Regions from separate parts of the Mus musculus genome. Here region 1 is linked to region 2. The links are chromatin contacts, called in public Hi-C maps. All regions are on one chromosome and are shown on one strand. Each heading gives the region's core, a stretch centred on a gene start, on an enhancer-like site or on the middle of the called end of the contact. The rest is flanking DNA. Distances are from core to core; before and after follow the strand shown. Region 1 overlaps Ctnnd2 (catenin (cadherin associated protein), delta 2). Region 2 overlaps Ctnnd2 (catenin (cadherin associated protein), delta 2).

Evidence for each region. A called contact is a pair of places that touch in the nucleus more often than the background predicts.
Region 1: a contact with region 2 is called in a Hi-C map of bone marrow-derived macrophages, with 21 read pairs. The contact joins two enhancer-like sites. A contact is called at or near these places in 1 of 15 datasets of contacts at CTCF or cohesin (large pre-B cells), 4 of 484 Hi-C or Micro-C datasets (bone marrow-derived macrophages, cerebral cortex and embryonic stem cells), 4 of 115 datasets of contacts at active chromatin or transcription factors (astrocytes, embryonic basal ganglia and stem cell-derived neural progenitor cells) and 1 of 9 other capture datasets (liver).

Annotation. Positions count from the first base shown.
Region 1 is chr15:30,734,307-30,741,379 of GRCm38.p6, forward strand. All of the region lies in intron 9 of Ctnnd2 (catenin (cadherin associated protein), delta 2), which reads left to right. Among named protein-coding and RNA genes, the nearest start is that of Gm41283, 54 kb to the left of the region's middle. Within about 2 kb of position 2,740, at least 4 of the 459 cell types and tissues checked have an H3K27ac peak or open chromatin away from gene starts, as enhancers often do. A contact at or near this core is called in bone marrow-derived macrophages, where this site is marked.
Region 2 is chr15:30,466,993-30,474,327 of GRCm38.p6, forward strand. The region is part of intron 2 of Ctnnd2 (catenin (cadherin associated protein), delta 2); the gene reads left to right. Among named protein-coding and RNA genes, the nearest start is that of Gm41284, 32 kb to the right of the region's middle. Within about 2 kb of position 1,484, at least 36 of the 459 cell types and tissues checked have an H3K27ac peak or open chromatin away from gene starts, as enhancers often do. A contact at or near this core is called in bone marrow-derived macrophages, where this site is marked.

The DNA.
Region 1 (7,073 bases), core at 1,490-3,989, 270 kb after region 2:
TTTCGCTTATATATGGATTTTAAGAAGCTCCTACTCTGCTGTATTGGGTTTCCAAAAGACCCTTAAATGGCCCTTAGTCTTAGCAATTCTTGCATTCCTGCATTCTCTCCCTTACCTGTTCTTCCCTGAATCTCCTCATTTGCTCCTCCCACTCAAGTCCCTTCTTAGTCTATCTGTACCTCTTGATTCTATTATCCCCTCTAGGAAGGCCCTTCTCTCCCCACAGTTCCCTACTCAACACCCACTCTCCATGGTTATCTGGAATGTGGCCTGCTTATCACATACTTAATAGCCACATATTAGCTAGTACCTGCTGTGTCTGTGGTCTGTGGTCTAAAGCTGATTTTTTCCCCCTAGCTCTATCCATTTTCTTACAAATTTCTTTATTATGTCATCTTTTAAAACAGCTGAGTACTATCATTGTTGTAAACGTACCACATTTTCTTTTTCCATTACTCCATTGTCAGACATTTAGATACCTTAAAGGTTGTGTTCACCCTGCTCTGTGAGCTCGCTGTAAGCTGGTGTGGGAACATATGCATGACTGTGGACATTCTGAAGGCAACTCAGATATGTAAGTGAGTAAGCTCCCTGCAGAGTGAGAAGCCTGATATTCTAAGCTTTGTGGACAAAAGGGCCAACCCGAGAATATTATGAAGATGCTCGTCCAACAAATGAAAAGTAATTTTCACAGTTATTACTAATGAAGCTAAAAAGTGAGTGTTAATAATAAGAATTAGGGCTGGAGAGATGGCTCAGCAGTTAAGAGCACTGACTGCTCTTTTGAAGGTCCTGAGTTCAAATCCCAACAACCACATGGTGGCTCACAAGCATCTGTAATGACATCTGATGCCCTCTTCTTGTGTGTCTGAAGACAGCTACAATGTACTTACATATAATAATAAATAAATCTTTTAAAAATGCATAACTATTCTATAAAAAAATAATAGGGATTAATCTTATACAGCTTTGAAAATCTTTTATATAATCTTTTATATAATCTGAAGAATGGGATTTTAGTGGAAGGTATCTTGCTGCCTTATAGGGCTTCAAAATTGTACACTTCCTCATCAGATTGGTCACCACTGTTCATATATGAATGCTATATTGTTTTAGTTCAGTATTTATTTTTTTTAAAAAACATGCAATTTGAATTATTTTTTGAGAATTTAGGCAATTGATTTTGATCATACTCCCCTCCTTCCTTCCACTAACTTCTCACATATCCCCTCCCCCAAACTGGGATCTGCTCTATTTTTATGCTTAGTACCCATTTATTCATGGGCGTGGGGCCCCCCACTGCAGAAGGTTGACTTACCAGGGTCACCACACACTTCAAAGAACTACCTCTCCATTCTTAGAAGCTAAATAGCTCCTCAGTTAGGGGCAGGACTTGTGGGCCTTTGCCCATCCATTCTGAAATGAGACTGGTTTGCTGATGTGCAGGCAATCATATTCTAGAAACCACAGTTCTGTCCAGGTCTTCCTTAAGCTCTGGGTCTTATAGTCTTTCAGACCCCCTCCTCAATGATCTCTAAGCTTTGAAAGCTTGTGTGAAGTTCCCCCCTCCCTTTTTTATTTAGGTTACAAGCCATATAAAAAGTGGAGGTGGCCCAAATATGACCAATAGCCAATCCCCTTTTCATGGACCCATAAGGTTCATGAGTGTAATTCTAGTATTTTTCTTAGAGTTAGAAAAAAATAGATAAGCTGTCTTGCCATGTTTTCATATGATACTTACTTGAATCTTCTTGAGACAAATAAAATTTAGAGGTGTTTTCACAAGATAGTTACACTTGTACAACAAGAGCCTATCATCTGGTAATGTAAGGACTACTCAGTATTGAGTGTTCAAGTTAGTGTAGAGCATTCTTACTAGTCATGAAAAGATTAAACAGGACAGAACACATAAATGTCACCATAGGACAAACATAATTGGTTTGGTGATTTGGAAAAGGGAATAGACTTTAATTTTGGGTCTCTATGCAACACATATATATGCATGGACTCACAGACATTTGCCTTTCCAAAAGTATTATATTCAGAAAGTATCTCCAAGATTTAGATAAAGAACCAGTAATGTGGAGTGCCATCAGTAAGTACAGAATCACATGCATGGTCATGGTGGTATATCCAGTTGGTTGGTGAGAAATCAGATAAACAATGTGATTTGACCAGGCAGCAACCTCATGCTGCTCTGGTTGTTTTCTGCGATCGTCGATGTATTTAGTGCATTATTATTTTGGCAACATTTCAAAATACTTGGTATTCTAATTTACATTATGACAAGAGTTTAGGAATTGTATCTGAGACTAGGGAGTTTGAATTCACTCAGCAGAAATGGTTGTCCTCTTAGGCTAAATCTCAGAACCCACCCCCCTCCTTTCTTTGTTCTCCTTTACTCTTAGGTAGCCCTGGGTATAATCATCTCAGAGGCCTACTGCTGAATAATATCACCCTTTCTAGCTCTTTCTGAACTCTAGCTGGCTGTGTCAACTCAGCTGTCCTGGTTAAAGGTCTTCTTCTCCTAGCTGACTGATTCAAACTGGCTTTTCTCAGCTTTTCTCTGAATTGCTCTTCTTGGCCTCAAACTAACTCTTGGTGATCTGTTTTAATCTTCTGGCTCCTTCTTATTCTCTTGCTCATTCTGTCTTCAACTGTAATCTGTCTCTGCAACACTGACACAACAAACCTTCCTTCTTTTCCTCTTCCCTACTCCTCCTCCTTGACTTCCTTTCTGCACTGCTTTCTTAAGTCTCCTCCCTTTCCTGTTCTGTTCTTGTGAAAGTTGAGCATATTCTATCTCTGACTCATTGTGTCAAATCTTTGATTCATCACTTTGTGTGCCCTCTATTAAATATCACTTTCAAACATGGCTGTTTCCTTCCATAAACTAACATTACTTTCATTGTTGGGGATTAAAGGTGTATATTAAGGGTGTGCTATAGGGATTAAAGGTGTGTTGCATGGTGTCTGTATCTCAGCCAAATCACATAGATACACAAAGTATTTGCATGTTATACGTTGCCAGAGCAACTATGTTGCTGGATCCCTCTATACCTAGGTGAGGACCCACTTGTTAATTACACCTAGTTTTATAAATAATATCATATTCTCAAAGACATACTATGATCCTTTTCAATGTATCATCTAAGTCCAATAGTCTCTGTTCATCAGAATATAAAATCTGATAGCAATGAAGCCCCCGTGGATTATGAGATTATGCTCTATATCAAAGCAGACAATGTTACCATTATCGCTGCTGTTTTTATTTTGTTTGTTTTCTGGAAATATGTAATATGTGTGGACGTAAGGAAGGCAAATACTCAGAAAAATCACTAATTAAAATTAAAATCATAAAACTTTTTTCCTCTTAATCTAACTTTACTCTTTAAAAGAGATTATTGCCCACCTTCTCAGACAGTTAGTGGTCAGTACACACTCACACAGGTCACATGTATTCACACACACATCCATGTAAGCATTTGTTTGTATTTTTTTCTAAACTGTAAACTTCAACTCATTCAAAGGCAGTGAAGCCCTTTAAATAATCACAAAAGGTGATTCAAAATTGATTTAGAACCGCATAAATAGAACCTTTCAGTGTACCACTCCCACTAGGTTATTGGTTTTTACTTAATTATACGTTAACAAATGTAAGATTGGGCAAGTTGAGCAACAGTGTTAATATTTCATATTTAGCTTATCCGTTTAAATACCTTAAAACATAAAGCTAAAATACTAAAACATGCTCCTTTTCTTAGCTTACATGTTTTAAAATCTTATCGCCAAGTGCTAAGGCCTAGTAATTATTGGAATATTACTTAACACAATTTAATTAAAATAAAAATATTTTTTATTTTGGTTAAACATGGTACTTATGCCAGCTAGTATTTGGTTAGCTCTTGTCTACTAGTGTGTTATTATTGGAGGCTTCTTATCTGCTGTTTTAAGCTTTCTCACGATAATAAGGAATAAGGATTGGGTTGCAATAATCCAATAAAGCCACACAAAGAAAGTATTAAGAGACACAGCCCAGAAGCACAATGCTGGTTACCCATTTAAGGAGAAAGGAGCTTGATCCCTCCTGAAGCTGCTTCTAACGGTGCCCTGTACTGAAGCCGGATCCTGTATTTTCCATGAGCTTTGCATTATCTTTGGTTTCCCAGACATGTAAAAATCCGTCTAACCAGAAATGTGACACTGGAGAAGGATAAGAAAATGTGAAATTAAGCATTAGAATATCAGGTTTATGTTCCCTTTTGTACTACATTGTTTTCCTTGGACATACTTAATGGTCTTACAGAAATACAATCATATATCTGACAGCCCATGTCACATGTTGTATGGTGTATTTCTCCAGCAATTAGGCTTACTATAGATTGATTATATAGCATACCACTTCAGTGTGTGAGCCTCTGGGCATGCACATGAGTATCTGGATGTCAGAACTTCAGGGGAAAAAAAAAACCATAATGGAGAAAACCCCTACTGTACTCACAGTTTCTGCTCATGAGCAAAATAAAAATAAAAATGACCCCATTTAGAGGAAGTCCCTAAAGGAACTAATTCAAGTATATCCTAGTATTCATGGAAAGTTGACTCAAAATTGAGGGCATAGTTCAAATTTCGTCCGTTTCATTGTGGAGGTTTACTTTCTGATTTTGGTTCAGTGGAAAATGTTTTGACATTAACTGCTGCGTGGAGAGTATTCCCAGGATCTACACAGTCACACGGCTCAAGATTCCACGTCTAAAATTTGCATCAGTAGATGGTTTTATAATATGGAGTTCGGAGTGGGTATGTGGTTCTGAACATGTCTGCCATTTGTGGGGCATGGGGATTATTCCTGTAAGAATCATTCTGTAAGGAGCTGCAGAGAGCAAGTTCAGACAGTAACTCTTTCCAACAAGAGGTGTTTTTTTTAGATATGTATTTACCCTTTGCAGACTGTATGTATGTGTTTATGTATGTATGTATGTATGTGTGTGTGCGTGTATATGTTCATATACATACACATGCACATACACATACATATAGTCTCTGGTCATACACATGAATAGTTGGATGTCAAAACTTCAAGAAAAAATGTAATGGAAAAAATCCTACTAGGTTCACATGTGCACATGTGTGTGCATGCATGTGTGTGTGTGTGTGTATACACAAATATATATATATATATATATATATATATATATATATATACACATATACATATACATAACTTTTTAAAATTAAATGTTTACTAAAGCTCAAAGAAAGCAGTAGAGTATGAAATGCATCACCGAGGAAAGCAAACATTCGTAGTTGGTTTCTCTCCCCAGTGACCTGTGAGCATGTTGCTAGCAAGCACTTGCAATAGTGCAAATGTTTAAAAGAGTCAAAATACACACAACTCAGTGTCATGGAAATTGGATATTAAAAGGAAAAAAAAATAATTTCCAGGACAGGCCACCAATGCAAGTGCTTACAGGCTTCTGAACTCTCAGTGTTGAAGTGTATTTCTGTGAGAAAAAGTAAAGATCATAATGATATCAATGGGCCATCATTTTATAGCACCTTTTATGTAACATTTTATATGTGCTTCCTAGGCCATTTTAAAAGTTAAGGAAGTAGAAACGTGACAGAATTGACTCCTTAACTCACTCAGTCTATTCCTCAGAATTATAATTATTAGGGCTTTGAAGATAGCTTGGTTGATAAAGGGTTTTTGACCCCAGTCAAACTGATGAGGTCCAGGGAAAAAGGAGATCCTGTCTCAAAAAGAAGGTGAGCATCACTGAGCAGCAACGCCCGGGGTTGACCTTTAACCTCCCCATACACCCGCATACAATGCGCATGCACCTCTGAGCATGCTCACACACATTTACTGAAGCCTTAGTGGTTTCTTCTAGATGCTTCCATGCGTGCATTGGTCGCCATTAACGGATTTGCATGATTTACCTTCTCAGTGCCTCTGGAAGAGCCAATGTGCAGGACACAGAGGAGACCTACACTCTTGTTGCCCCTTCATGTCTCTGAAGACCCAATTCGTCCACCTTCTCTGCATCCCACCTTCAATGGTGACCATGCTGACATTCAAAGCAGCATTTTCTGGAACTTTACAGCCACTGCTCAAGCATTTATAACTCCTTTGCAGGGACTGGGATTTTTCTGTCCCACCATGGGGATTTCTTCCTTCTCTCTTGTACACGACTTCACATTCACCACCGTGAGAGTAAAATGTCTCTTGTTTTCTCTGAGTATTAAATCCATAGACATAAGAAAGAATCTCGCTAAAATGTCCCCACTGGTGAGAGCCCTTTTTTGTTAAGTCCTTTTACAGAATGTTCGTGGGAAACATGACATTTATGTCGCAGGTTTTCTTTTTTGCTTTGCTTATTATCAGGACAAACTTGTCACACACGTACCAAATGTATGCAGTCTTTTAAATTTTCATGGTGGGAATTTGACATTTCAGGTCTGAGCAAATGGGTTGGATCCTTCTCTTTGTTAATCAGTCTCTCACAAGGGGGCTGTACGCACGCAAGAGAGCTGGTGGCTGGTAGAAATCTCTTAAAGTGCTTCTTTATTTGTGTCTCAGTTAACGACTGGTGACATCTAGTGGTCACTGGTGGTGACTGGGTTTGTGGCACTCATGGCTATGCTGGAGAGGCACAGCCAAAGGAAGCTGTAGTATTGGCGTTTGCAGATGGAGGTAGTCAGTTCCCAGCATCTAGTGATGCTGTTCTCTGCCCATTAGCCACCACTGTAACTACTGAGAGCAGGCCCACAGCTGTACGTGCCTCGGTAGACAGTGGCCTGTTAGGGGAACTCCATTCCCCCCCCCCCCATCCCCACACACTCATCCTCTTCGATGATGAGGATTCATCGCTCACAGAAAGCAGTGTCAGATCTGCTTGGCGTATCCGTGGCAGCTAAAAGTAGGAGGCTTGGTCTCCTCTTGGTGTTGTTCTCTGGAAGAGATTCCACATGGGAAGCCAACCTGCGATGGCAGCTTCTTTATTAAATATGTGCAGTGGAAATTATGCTAATTATGCTGGAGTGTAATTATAGACTAGGAAGATTCTCTC
Region 2 (7,335 bases), core at 234-2,733:
TATACTTTGTACATGAATTCATGTACTTGCATCCACTTTAATGGAGCCGAGCTTATGGTGTCGGATCCTGCCGCCCATCATAACTAAGTTGTTATGCGGCCCTCATTTGCTCGAAGCTGCTGTATCCTGAGCAAACCCAACTGCCTTGATGGGTCCCATGGTACTTACTATGGATTAAATGTGGAGTCTTTTACTTTTCCCCCTGTGGTCTCACATAATGATATTAGCTTGTCTGCAGTGTGACAAATTCAGTGTACCGGGAACATCTGGTAAGCTGTTCTTGATAACTGGAAAGAGCCTGGGAGCTCAGTGATGCACACCCAGTAAGGCATTCCACATACCGGGGGCTGTGGAAAGATGGAGACTGTGGAGCGGGGAGGCACCGGCACAGTTCATGTAGCTGCAATGTAAATGATTCACACTGTGGCACGTTCATCAGCACAGCATCCCTACAACTTCCTGTTTGATTATCAAGAGGCAAATATGAACATACTCCTTGTCGAACCATGCTTAGTTTGTTCCCGGCAGAGGGATTTCAAAATGGGGGAGCATAATAAAGGGAAAAGAAAGTAAAAACCGTCACAGCTTGAAGCCAGGTTTAAAATTCAGTCTTTTGATGTTGATCTGAGAACAGATCACACTGATATGTTCAAACCATGAAAGCCACGATAGTAAAGAGACTTTAACACTGAACCCAGAGCAGTGCAGAAGTGAACAGTGCATCAGATTCTGTTGTTTTATTTGGATTTAAACATGTTAATATCAGAGTTTTGACTGCTGTCTCCTAAGGTGGGGAAAATAGATTTCCCAGATGAAAAGCAAGACTTGACATGTATATGCATATTAATTATCTTATGAAGAATGGTAAAGAGCTCTAGGCTGTCTTTCTTGGCTTTCTTTCATACTGTACCACTGACTCATTGAATAGTCTTAAATTGTTTACTTAACCCCGAGTGCCAGTTCACCCCCTTTACACTAGTTTAATACTTTTTGCATTATCAGTCTTTCACTGGGGCTCACAGAAGGAAATTCAGGAAGACTGTAGCTGCTGTTACCTAAATGGCAAAACATCATCACACAAGGTACAATTACAGTAGTGACTCGGTTTATCTGGTGTTGCTCTGATGATGACCTGAGACCCTTTAGTCAATATCAGGCATCACAGTAGCAGGAAAAATGTGTCTGGAAATGTGCTTAGTTTATATGGCAATGATTTATGTGCAGGTGTTAAGTTATATAAAGTGTGCATGCATTTGGAACTGAGGGCATACAGCTCAGTAGATAGACTTCGTGATTAATTTAGATTCAATGGACAGATTGAATCAAAATATAGTTTTATTCCATGAAAAAAAAAAACCCAAAGCAGGCAGATGAACAAAATCACCATGGGGTCATGGGGAAAAGAGGCTCCTAACCTTGTGCATCCCAAATGAATGAAGTATTATCAGGAGGAACAGAAATGAAACAGAAGGAAGTGAGGCTGTTTCTGTGGCTAAAATGACCAACAGTTCTATGTTCTAAGCCCATGAAGGATTTCACTGTGTACTTGGTTATGAAAAAGCATGGCATCTGGCAATGATGTGTAGGAATGGGCAATTAAGACTGTAATAGAGTGGCTTCGTGCATAGGCCACGTTTGTTTACACTGTGCATCCTGAGATTTCCCCAAATAGCCATTCTCATTACGTATTTGTCAGTGAAACAAAGAGTTCTAAAAAACTTACTGAGGGGATTTTGTTAATAGTATGGAAGTAACTGAGCCACTCCAGTGCTTTCGATAGCTAGGAAAAGCAGGATCCTTGATGAACCTCTTTGCCAAGTGACCCATTTGGCTGATAGTATAGCCCCTGCTTCACTCAATTACCTGGGACAAGTGCTTGTGCTTTCTGTCATATACCCATGCAGCATCATCATTTCCTGTTACAGTGTGGTAACTTATAATCATATTTCTGTAATGTGTTGGCATCCCTCCACTCTTACTCGTGATCAGTGGTAAGTTGTTACTGTCCCCAAATGACCACGTGTATGCATGCCTGTCTTGGCCTCTGAGTAATTTCCTCTTCTCTGAAAAGTTTTCTGTAAGTTTCATTTCTATTTCTTTCTTTCTACTTTAACATCCTCATTTGTAGTAAACTTCGAGTAGAGTTCAACTCTCTCACTAGATTAAGCTCATCAGCAGGATCTGAGCTTGACTTCATTTTCTATTTCTTCCCTGCCTGTATTGCTCAGTACCATGTAGAATCCTTTAAGTACGTCTGTTTCTTTTCCTATTAGTTTCTTCTTTTAACAGTCTTTATTTGTTTATAATATGAGTAGATGCAAGAGCTGTGAATGTAATGTAATTTTGCTTTTGAATAAGAAATATTATATAAAAGATACAATGTTGCCATTCATTGCTAGCAAAAAGGGATGAAAAAGTCAGTAGATGTGTTTTCTAGCACTATAAAGATGGATTTTCTTTGACATTTCATTAATATGAGTTTAAGCAAGAAAGAAAAATTCTTGAGTACCACATTTTTACAGGCAAATTTTGGTTTCCATTGATCCAGTGACAGAGCTCTTAGAAACTGTGGTGTCACCAAAAAAGACAAAACATATTTCCTTCTTATAAGAGACTAGGACATTCTTACAAACAAACAGCTACCAGTAAAAATAATTTTAGTCATCAAGAGGGAAAATTATGGGAAAATGGATAGTTTTGATGCAAAAGGGAGGTAAGATAATAGTATGTAGGAAGGCATCTCAAAACAGTATTTAAAACAATATTTCTAAATGTGGAATTCACAATTTAGACCTCGGACTTTGGGAGAGGAGACTTGGTCAGTGGAAGAAGAACACACCCGGGTGATGTTCTCATGTCCAGAGAAGTTTGCCTTCACTCAGAAAATTGTTCAGAAGATTCCTTGTTTATCAGCCATCTATTCGCTCACTGTTAATTGCATATATTCTATATTAGGTGAAAGAAAATTCATACAGCTAAATATGGATTCTACAGTTGGGACATAAACAGTTAAAGAAGAAACCTAGAGAGTTAAGTCAATACAAGAAAGTATCAATGGTGTGACTGGCAGTCAGTTCTTCCCAGGCTAAGATGAGAAATGCACCTACACAGAGCATGATACAGAGATGAGATTTATTGCCATAAAATTGAAAGGCAGAGTCAGTCTTCTTGATTCTGGGATCAGGAGACACAGAGAGGAGAGAGTGGCTTTGGGAGCAGTGAGGGCCAATGAGCATATGCAAAGTCCTTTTGAGAATATGGGTGTCTTGGTTTTCATTGAAGCCAGTCTTTCCTTTCTCCCACTAAATATGAGAAGGCTACTTTCTCTACTACTGCGAGAGTGTTGGAGAAGGACACTTCTGTCTTGCCATTGCCTTTGTTAGATATTCCCAGATTTGACAGTGACTCCCTTAAAGGTTAAGTATTGTTGTTAGAAGGAATTACTTCCATTGAGGTGTGAACTTGAACATTGCAGTGGAAATTCTTCCAATGTCTAGGAAACCCTGTCATTTTATTTTCAGATGTGGGGGAGCAGGGTAGGGAGAAAAAGTTAAAGGAGAGCATGAAAAGATGAGTCTTATGTTATGGCTGCAAGACTTCTGAGTCAGCAGTCTGTATAAAAACAATGTATGGGATTAGGCTTAGAGATCTGAAACAGTGGGACTGGCTATTGTTGTGGAAACCACTTAGCCTCTGTATTTTGGAGATGTCTCAAATAATTAAATGCTTACTTTGTTGGTGTAATACGAAGAATGAGTAAATAAAGTCATGTGAGGCTTTCAGCTAAAAATAATGGTTTTCTAGTCATTGACCCATCTCCTCACCAAGTCGGGAGAAATATTTGGTTAAAGCATGGTCTTCAAGATAATGGATGCAGTTCAAGGGGACAAAATAGTGATGGAGTTAAGTGAGTTCAGTAACCTCCAAGACTGCTTATATTCACTGTCCTCGGGAAGGCTGTGGTACCAGAAACTAGGACCAATGCATGTGAGCAAATACTTAAGATGTTGACTGTCACTTTTATATGCCATTGCCAAAGGTATAATAGGCATTCCTAACGCACAGGCACATCCAACTCATAACCTGGGGGCGTGGGGCGGGGGGGGGGGGAGGACTCAAAGTACATACTCTGGAGCCTTGTCATCTACAAATTTATAGTCTGTCATCTAAGATACTTACATGTAATTATAATTTTTTGAGGAATTACTTGGTATAGCTAACATCATCAACATAATAGTATTTCTAAACTTTTAATCAGGCCTAATGGAACCAGCATCACCTTGAACTACTCAGAAACATGGTCTTCCTAGTTCCCAGGTGTCTGTCTCTTAGCTGAATTAAGTGAATCATAATTTACTTACTAAGATACTTGAAACAGCTAACAAGGCTCTTGCCGAGATAAAGTACAGAGCAAAAAGATTAGAGCCTGCTCAGTGCAAGACTTGGTCAGAAAAGGATGCTTTGTCGTATGTCACTGCAACTGCTCTGGAAAGGTGCCTAAGAGTCTGCTTCAGTGTGCTGATTCCTGTCATCTGCTGTCTTGCTAGGTGACCCAGAATGACACCGTGGTTGTTTAAAGCATCTATCTGTCAGCTTCGTAAACTTTTGTAGACAGCTCTTTGCCATAGTTTTTGACTTTCCAATGAGGTCTACACAGCTGAACAGCTGGCATTGATTTGTTCCATTCTGTCTTGACATCATGGCTTGTTTTCCCCACATTTGCTGGACACTTGGCTGTAAGATTCCTATTATCACCCTGTCATTTCACCACCCTCTCTTCAGACGTGCCTTGCACATATCTCAGCGGGATGGAATTAACATTGCCAGAAGGTGGTGGCTATGAAGTCAACTCATTCATGTGAAATGGGAATTGGGTGTTATATAAGAAGGAAGGTCATTGAAGATTATTTCAAACTCTCAGTGGGTACACTTAAGAGGCACTAGGATGCAAACTATTGTATTTGCATGAGATACTAAGATAGAAAGACCACCATCCTCCATTGTTATCTCCTCCCTGATAAATTTGCATCCAAAGATGCTGTCTTTAGTAATAATGACTAAAATTTCATTAGCCACCATTTTGTGCCCTGAGTGAAAGTGTGTTACTGTTAGAGACCCTGAAATCATTTTCTTAGTACCTGAAGGCAGAGACAACAATGGTCTTTTATCCTCTCATTTTACATGAGGCTTATTGACTGTGTTAACACTGGTGGTTGGAAGAACGGGCTCTCATCTGGAGACAGAATGACCGGTACATGGAAACAATGGAGAAAATATTGAATCTATGTGTGTGTTTTGGGATGTCTGAAGAAATGGACAATCCTCTGAGATCTGGTTAAAAGCTTTAGTTATGGATAGAATTAGATGTTCTTAGATAGGAGTGAGAAAGAGGTCAGGCTGGAGCAAGAGGTGCATTAGGAATCTAAATCACTAGATAGGCAAATCCAGTGTCAAATGCTGGAGCAGAAAGGCTATGGAGAGACAGAGCATTGGTCCCACAAAAGGTTGAGTGGTTAAAATTCCTCCTGTAAAGAGTACATGCCCGAAAATTGACTGCTATCTTTATTTCTCACCCACTGATTTGCTCAAAATAAAATGAAGTATGAACCCAAATTCCAGAAATAGAGGACACAGGAGGAAAATTGACCAAATCAGACTTCATGGAAAAAAAAAAAGTTCTAAACCAGGAATGTGGCAAGCACCTTGATGTAGGAAGTGTTCATGCTTTAAATGAGATCATAGGGACCAACCTGTTCAAATGAGAATATTCTAGCTCAGAGAGTTCCACAGTTAGTACAAAGTCCTGCAATGTCACAGGCTCACCCTTCCTCTTAGGTGTCTTCCTTTGTCCTCCGTTGCTCCTAAATTCTCAACTTTCTTTTAGAAATTAAACTCAATAAACAAGGTGGATTGAATGCATATTCACCCCCTCTTCCCTGGCTCACAAGGCAAAGAAACATTTTTTAAGAGAATATGATGTATAAATGTAGACAGGATGGGTAAACAAATATGATTCACCAAGGCTGTGAAACATCAGTTGGCAGAATAACTTTAATTAGCCCTGTGAAAAAAGAAACAATGGTAAAACCTAAAGGCCTTACATGGAAAATATCTTAAAGCTTCATAGTAGGTGGTAGTGATGGAGGAGATGGAAAAAGTAGCAAGTTACTCATCGCAATCAAGAAAATGGAGTTCCAAAGAATGGAGAGAAATTAAGTCATAAGGAATTATACAGAATCCATCGGCAAAGGTGTGTGAGAATAGACGTAGAGGTAGAAAACCCCCCACCCCCAGAGCTCCCAAGGACTAAACCACCAACCAGAGAGTACACATGGAGGACTTATGTTTCCATCTGCATATGTAGCAGAGGGTTGCCTCATTGATGAGAGGGGAGGTCCTTGGTCCTATGAAGGTTCGATGCCCCAGCATAGGGGAATGCTAGGGTCGTGAGATGGGAGTGGGTGGGTGGGGGAGCTCCCTCATAGAAGCAGAGGGAGGAGGATGGGATAGGTGGTTTGCAGAGGGAAATGGGAAGGGGGGGGATACCATTTGAAATGTAAGTAAATAAAATAACCAATAAAGATGGTAGAGGATAGCACAGTGTTTGAGGAAGAGGACAGCTAACTATTTATATCCTTCTTTCATGGGATGGTCTCATTATGCACACTAGGAACTATCTGTACAAAACACAACCCAGGATTTCCACTCAGACTGTGTCCACATTTCTATCCTCAGTACCCAAGCATGACCTTCTGGATATAGAACTAGAATATTTTCAAAGATGCTATTTCATGGAAGAAACCACCACATATAGAAAGTAACTATGAAATTTAGAAAGAATGAAGCCACTGAAATAATAGAAAGTAGAAATAATTTCATAAATTAAATACCAAATGACAAGGAAGGGAACTTTCATAACATGTTTATCTCTTAGAAACTATAAACCCAAGAAGAGCAACAAACTGAGTTTAAAGGAAGGAATATTTGAAAACAGGGAAGAGTGAGATAATGTAGTGAAAAAGTAGAAGAGAAAGGTTAAGAGCGGCAGCTTGGGAACAGGTAGTGACTTTAGATTGTGAATGACAAGGAAACAATAATAAAAACACCATTTAAAAGAAGAATTCTAAAATAAGAAGAGGAAGCACTAAAAATATACAGTAGAATGGTTGGTTGTACTGAAATGCACAATTCACAGAAAATTCTGCAGAATATCCATCAGGTTTTCTAAGAATAGCTATTAGATTAGAAAAATCATCCAAAAGTTTGTCACATGAGCAGTCCAGAGGAGATTCAGCACACATCCTGGGAGAAAGTAGAAAAAGATTTTCCTCCAGT